Regions from separate parts of the Macaca mulatta genome. Here region 1 is linked to region 2. The links are chromatin contacts, called in public Hi-C maps. All regions are on one chromosome and are shown on one strand. The core of a region is the stretch at or near the end of the contact, and the rest is flanking DNA. Distances in the headings are between cores, read along the strand shown.

Region 1 (3,855 bases), core at 639-3,138, 35 kb before region 2:
GTAATCCCAGCACTTTGGGAGACCAAGGCAGGCAGATCACCTGAGGTCAGGAGTTTGAGACCAGTCTGACCAACGTGGTGAAACCCCATCTCTACTAAAAATACAAAAATCAGCAGGGGATGATGGCACATGCCTATAATCCCAGCTACTCAGGAGGCTGAGGTGGAAGAATCGCTTGAACCAAGGAGGCAGAGGTTGCAGTGAGCTGAGATTACACCACTGCACTCCAGCCTGGGCAACACAGTGAGACTGTCTCAAAAAAAAAAAAAAAAAAAAAGCCCCAAATTATTTTTTCTGTGTATCGCTAGTTGTATTAGTTAAGTTCATTTGTTTCTATTTGCTTTCAACCTTAGGATTTATTTTGTTTTCTTTTTTATTTACTTTTTGGCTATGTAAAACGAAAAATTCAAAGTAGAGAAGTCTTGTCTCCCCTCCACTCTTTCCCACCACTCTTTATAGGTAACTATTTTAAGTTTCAAGGATATCCTTCCAATTCCTCCCCCAAAATAAGTATATATATATAAATATTCATATTAAATATATTTTTATATATTTAAGTAAATAAAAGCATATATGCTTATTTTTGCTTTTGAATAACGTGAATACTTAATATACTTAAGTATTTAAGTGAATACTTGATATAACCTGAGACTCATTTCAAAGCAACACGATTATTTTATGAATCTTTTTAATGGCTGCACTGTATTCTACTGTATGGATGCACCATTCCCAATCAGTTCTCTATTAATGGATATTTGGGTTATCCCTAACTTTTGCTATGACAGCACTGCAATAACCTTGTGTACCTATTGTTTCCACGTGTGGAGCTGTACCTTCAGAATAAGGTTAGGGTTAGAAGTATAACTTCAAGGTATAAGAAAAAACAAGTAATTTTGAACTCGACAGAACTTGAACCATTTTTCCATTCCCACCAGGAAAGGCAATTTCAATGTGTATTTCCATTGTAAGTGAGGTGGAGCGACTTTCTATGTTCATGAGGAACACAGAATTACATAGAACATAAAAAATGACTATTTTTTCTGAGAATCATCTGTTCATGTGCTTCCCCATTTTCCCCTTTGGCTTTTGGACTTTTTGTTTTCAATTTTTTAGCGCTCTTGTGATACAAGTTGCAAAGATTTTCTCCAGACTGATCTGATTCACTGGGAACACACTATGGCCATCTGGAATGTACTTTAATCCTAATAGATCACCCTACTACAAGACACTCCTTTGGGGATGAACAGGTTCGAGAAAGCCGGCTAAGGACAGACCAATCAAAAGAACTACGTGCTCCTCTAGTAAGTGTTTAGAGACTGCTTCTCCAGGTAACACCGCCCTTACTCGGCGGTCCAGATGGCAGTCTTGCTTCAGGGAGTCTACTCCACTTGCAGGACCTCTTTGGTTGGGTTCACTAAACCTCACAGGGCCGCCTTCCCCACGTTCGAGTTAGCAAGGAGCCCTCAGCGCCGCGGACACAGCGCAACCTCCGACGCCGGAGAACAATAGCTCCTTGATGCGTCTCCAGAGATGTCAAGGAGGAACGAACCCAGCGGCCAGAAGGCTGCGCCTCACGACTGAAGAGAGGGAGGACATCGGATTCTAAGTTCCCAAAACTTACAGGTGAGCTTCTGCTAAGAGCAAAGGCCCGCGGCTCGCCGCCCACCGCTTCTCTTCTGAGGTGGCACCTGGTTCTCCGGCACGCGGAAGCATCACGGATGAGCGTCGCGAACACAAAGCGGCCAATCACGGGCCGCCTTCGCCCAGATCCCTCCGCACGAGGCCGCCCCCGCAGCCGCAGGTGGCCCCGGCGAGTACGTCCACCTTCCCTTCCCGTGATGCCCCGGGGCTGACCTCCGACCTCGCTGGCCCGCCCCTCCCTTCGGCCGCTTCCCTTACCGCGCTAGCTGAGCTCCGGCGCCCGCGGAGCTCGCGCCAGGCTCCTGGGAAAGGACGGGGCGTATTACCGGGGAGCAGCTGCTCCATTGCGCCTCGAGGCCCCGATCGGGCTAGGCTGGCGGCCTCCCTCCCTTCACCTTTCCTCTCCTGGCAGGGCCCGGCGGCGGGCGAGTGACTGCGGCCACGCCTGAAAGGCGACTCTTCTGTGAGTGGGCCAGAACGCGAACATGGCGGAGCGGGGAGGCTGGCGGGAGGCGGGAGGCAGTGGCGCTGGCCTGCGGCGAGTTTGGGCCGGCTGTGGGGCGGGGCGGGGCGGAGCGGAGCCCGGTGGCGGGGCGGGGCCGGGCGGCGGGTCCTGGTTTCCTCCCTCAGCGCCATTTTGTGGCAGCGAGACCCACAAATAAAGGGGAGCGCTGGGGTTGCGGCGGGACTAGGAGTGCGGCGGGGCAGGCGCCAGAGCTGTCCGGCTGCGCGGGGGCCCGGGGGGCCCGGGCGGCAGGGCAAGCAGCGCGGCCTCGGCCTATGCGACTGGCGGCGCCGGCGCGGCTTCTGCCTGAAGAGGTAGGTGCGGGCCGGCTGGCGGGAGCGGCCGCGGGGGACCTCCGGGGCTGAGGGTTGGGGCGCAGCCGCCCCCGGCCGGTAAGAGGCTGGCAGGGCCCGAAAGGCCACTCGGGCCCGGCGCGGCACCAGTCTCGTTATCCGCTCTACCTTCCCGCCAGCGGGGAACACTTCCGCCGCGTCGAGGCCATTTTATCTCCGTCCTCCGTCCCCAGGGCCCGGGGTGAGAGGGGTGCTCCGGCGGCCAGAGAGACCGGCCACTCACGGAGGTCGGAGGATGCCCTCCGCGGGCTGAGCGGCGGCGCTCGTTTTTTCCTCACCTCGGTGTTGCTCCCTCCACCTCCCTTGGGCCTCTCCCGAGTTCAGCAAGGAAAAAAAGAAACGTTCGTTCCCTACATTTCATGTCACGCAGTAGGATGTTACTGCAGCTACGTTCTCTTGTAGACTTCCATTTTTAAATGAGTGCATGCATTCTGAGGAAAGAAACTGAATTATTTGCAGATTTTTGTGAAATCCAAGTCTTACGTTGGATCCCTGTGAGACAGTTACTACATTATTTTTTTAACCTTTTTTCATAAGTCAGTGTACACGTAGTGGAAAAGGCCAAGTTCTTGTTTTGATAAGGAAGTCACTTGGTTGGTTGATCCCAAAGGACTAGCTTAACATTATCAAGGACTAGCATAGCTGATTATGTAAAAAAAAAAAAAAAAAAAAAAACTGTTTAGTTTGGTAGGGAAATACTTCGATTAGTATGTTACAGTTAGAAGTTGTATTTGTGCCTATTTTATCTAGTTTTAGTTAATTCTGTTGCTTCGGAAGATAAGTGGACGTCATAGATCCATCACACGGTCTCGTTTTTTGGATTTTAAAATTTTGACCATTAAGTTTTCTACGATAAACATGTTGTGGTCATTTAAAACCGTAATTTAAAATTATGAGCGAAAAATCTTTTCAAGGTGGATACATTTTAATTCATTCAAGTAGCATCTGATTAGGCAAGTCCGCAGGTTGGCTTGTGATAAGGTTGAGGTTACATTTTACAGGTTTGGATAGGTGTGTTTCTTACAGTGCTTTTAGATCTTAAGGTATCTTAAGCAGACACATAGTCTAAAAGTTCAGTATTTTTCGTACTTTTTCAGTGGCAGAATTTGTACAAGCTACCAGAATGTCTAACTCCTAAAGGATAAAAGTAATAATAATAGGGTGTCCCAGGCACAGCTTATTTTTACATGGCTCTTTTATGTGTAGCTTTTCCAATTCAACGTTGAGTCATGTTTGCTGAAAATATTTTTGTGTATTGTTTGTCAGAAATAAGCTGGTAGAGATGAAACAGAAAATATGTAAAAGCCCTATGATGTGGAGATGAGCATTGTCACAATTTGTACAGTACAGTAAAGC
Region 2 (3,521 bases), core at 314-2,813:
TCTCTCTGTCGCCCAGGCTGGAGTGCAGTGGTGTGATCTCGGCTCACTGAAACCTCTGCCTCCCAGGTTCAAGCGATTCTCCTATATCAGCCTCCCCAGTAGCTGGGATTACAGGCGCACGCCACCATGCCCGGCTAATTTTTGCATTTTATGGTAGAAATGGGATATCACCATGTTCGCCAGGCTGGTCTCAAACTGCTGATCTCAAATGATCCGCCCTCCTCGGCCTCCCAAAGTGCTGGGATTACAGGTGTGAGCCAGGGTGCCCGACCTGCTGCGCTTGTAAGAATTTAAATGAAGAGGGTCAGTTTAGGAGACTAGGTTAGATGTAAAGATTTCAGACTTGTCAGTATACAGGTGGTGACTGATGCTGTGGGAAGGACTGGTATTACCCAGGGAGCTGGTGCAAAGTAGGAGCCTTGGGGAACATGTTAAGGGGATGTCAGAGTAACCCCACAAAGCCTCAGAAGTGGCCAGAGAGTAAGGGGAAAATGGGATAGAATAGAGCAAAAGCCACGGGAGGCATTCCTTGAATTCCTTGGACTCAGATATGTTAGGGGACAGGAAACACATTCAAGATAACTGAAGAGACTTAACTATGCTGCTGAGTTCTTAGCAGGGGAGGCAGCTGATTTCACCACTATTCCAGACCCTAAAGATTTCTCCTGAAATTGCACTGTTATGCAACTTTTTTCCTTCTCTATTGCCCCACCTCTGGGGCGTACACTCTAGTTTATCTTCTCTGATTTATCTGACTCATCCACATATCTCTGCAAAGTCTTAATGTAGGTTTCCAGGATTTAATGATTCTTTCAATCTACTTTAAAGTTCTTCAGGAAGATTCTCCAGGTCCGTCAACAGTTTTCCCCTTCATGACTTTGTGACCAAGTTTTCTTGTTCCACTATCCAGGTGTTCCCAACAAGTTGCTGTAACGGTGGCCCTGATAAGCTTGCCTAGAACCCTAGAAAGCTCAGAAAAATTATGAACTTTGCCCAGTAAGAGGCTGGGAAGTCAGCAAGGGTTTTAAACAAAACTGACCCCACTTGTTATATGCTTTCACTGTCCAAACGTCAACCAAGGTAACTTTTCACTGTGGGACGTTAAGACGCTGCCGGCGTCCTCACCCCTTCACCACCAGAGCTGATCTTCGAAGGCCAGAGGGCGCCAGACCCACGGGGGCTCGCACCGAGACGCTCCCAGCAAGCCCCGTACGGGCCGGGCTCTCACTCGAGATTCTCGCCCGTGGGATTCCAGTCCCGGGCTGAACGAGAGTGAGTCTTTTGTCACACCCCACTCTTTACTGTTTCGAAAAACTCTAAGGTTAAAACAAAAAAGCCCAAAACGTCAAGACGGGGGACTCCAACACTGGGGTGTCTAGAAACACTGGGGTCTTCAGAAGCTCTGCACATGCGTCCGAGGTCCCCGGTTCTGCCCGCAGCCCCAGACCCCAACCTCACTTCCGCCCTGCGCCCCTCGAGCCTCGGCCCGCCCTGGCTCTGGCCTTGCGCCTGCGCACAGTGGGATGCGCGAGGAGGCGGGGGGCAGGGGGCGGGGCTACCTCAGGTCCCGCCCGTGGCGCGGCCTGTGGGCTGCGAGGAGGAGCCTTGCCTAACTTGCAGGCAGCGCAGGGCAGACGGCGGCAGGAGAAGCGGTCGTGGGCAGGATGAATGCAGGCTCAGATCCCGTGGTCATCGTCTCGGCGGCGCGGACCATCATAGGTGAGCGGCCGGCGGGCCTCGCGCAGAGTCCAAGGCGCCTGCTGCTTCGGCAGGAGCGCCGAGGGCCGGACTTGTGTAGGAGAGGAGCGTATGTGGAGGAAGCCGCTCAGGCCAAGCCTGGAGGACCTGCGGGATCCTTGGAACCCCGGGCCTCCCGCGTTCCCTGACCTGGCGCGACAGCCCCACCTTCTCCTCTCCCGATGTGCGCACTCCGTCCCTCGTGCTCTGATTGGCTCCCAGGGTAGAGCCATCGCGTGGCCTGCGTCTCCCATTGGTTGGCGTAGGAAGGCGTTCTTCTGCGGGTCCCCTGATTGGCCGACTCCGGGAGGCGCCATCGGTAATGCCTGTGGCAGGGGCGTAACTGCTAGGTGGTCTGAGCAGGGCTTTGGGCTGGGGTCCGGCTGTCACACAATGGCTGGAAGTCGCGACTTCGTCTCCTTCGTGCCACATGGTTTTCAAAGCCCTTGATCCGCCAGTTCCTTTTGTTTGGGAACCATGGGGCCGCATCCAGTCGTTCGGATTTGGGGAAATAGAAGGGGTACAGCGGCGTCCCTAGGCCGTTCCGAAGGTCGCTTGTCTGGCCCTCGGCCACTGCGAGTCCTGGCACCCACCTTGACCTTTGCTCAGACCAGCAGGTGTGGGAACGTGTGGGAGGAGGGGCACTGCCTCCTCGCGGTGGCCTTGCCAAACAGCGTCATGAGGCCCCGCTGCTCCTCGGTGGTTTCTACATTACCCACAGGTTTGTGATGTCCGCGCTCTCCGCCTTTCTACTGCAGGTTCCTTCAATGGTGCCTTAGCTACTGTTCCTGTCCAGGACCTGGGCGCAACTGTCATCAAAGAAGTCTTGAAGAGGGCCACTGTGGTTCCAGAAGATGTGTCTGAGGTCATCTTTGGACATGTTTTGGCAGCAGGTAACTCTCAGTGATTCCAGGAGAAGTCAAGCTTATTAGAAACAGCCCATAAACGCGCACACGCACACACACACACACACACACACACACTCTCACTCAAGTTCTTGCCTCCATGCTTTTGCTCAGAGTTCCCTCTGTTAAGATTCCTCTTGTGGCCCCTTCTTCCAGCCCTGTCAGTAGCTTCTATCCAGTTTGAGACTCAGCTTCTTGGCCAGGCAGGGTGGCTCCCACCTGTAATCCCAGCACTTTGGGAGGCCGAGGAGGAAGGATCACTTGAGGCCAGAAGTTTGAGATCAGCCTGGGCAACAAAGCAAGACCCTGTCTCTACAAAAAATAAAATAATTAGCCAGGCATGATGGTCTGTGCCTCCCAACTACTGGAGAGGCTGAGGTGGGAGGATCACTTGAGCCCAGGAGTTTGAATCTGCAGTGATTGTGTCACTCACTGCATTCCATCCTGGGTGACAGACTGAGACCCTTTCTCTAAACAAACAAAAAGTCTTCGCTTCATTAATATGCTTTTTGTGAATGAACTTAGACCACTGACCTATACTGCCTTTTCATTCTTAAGACGCAGGGCCAGCCAGGCATGGTGGCTCATGCCTGTAATCCCAGCACTTTGGGAGGCCAAGGCGGGTGGACCATGAGGTCAGGAGATCAAGACCATCCTGGCTAACACGGTGAAACCCTGTGTCTACTAAAAATACAAAAAATTGGCCGGGCGTGGTGGCGGGTGCCTGTAGTCTCAGCTACTCGGGAGGCTGAGACAGGAGAATGGCGTGAACCCGGGAGGCAGAGCTTGCACTGAGCTGAGATTGTGCCCCTGCACTCCAGTCTGGGCGACACAGTGAGACTCCGTCTCAAAAAAAAAAAAAAAAAAAAAAAAAAAAGC

Evidence for each region. A called contact is a pair of places that touch in the nucleus more often than the background predicts.
Region 1: a Hi-C map of liver shows a contact between it and region 2, with 1.6 times the contacts expected there. The contact joins the promoter of WTAP here to the promoter of ACAT2 in region 2. A contact is called at or near these places in 5 of 14 Hi-C or Micro-C datasets (CD4 T cells, cortical neurons, fetal cortex germinal zone and 2 more).

The regions. Positions count from the first base shown.
Region 1 is chr4:12,282,093-12,285,947 of T2T-MMU8v2.0, reverse strand. It overlaps WTAP (WT1 associated protein), which reads left to right and starts at 1,888. Exons shown (of 8, transcript NM_001260846.1): 1 at 1,888-2,104. LOC144340253 (a long non-coding RNA gene) reads right to left here and starts at 1,720. Exons shown (of 2, transcript XR_013416149.1): 1 at 1,622-1,720.
Region 2 is chr4:12,246,622-12,250,142 of T2T-MMU8v2.0, reverse strand. It overlaps ACAT2 (acetyl-CoA acetyltransferase 2), which reads left to right and starts at 1,563. Exons shown (of 9, transcript XM_015137627.3): 1 at 1,563-1,719; 2 at 2,496-2,630. The coding sequence starts at 1,665. TCP1 (t-complex 1) reads right to left here. Exons shown (of 20, transcript NM_001257728.1): 19 at 2,498-2,631; 20 at 1,554-1,721.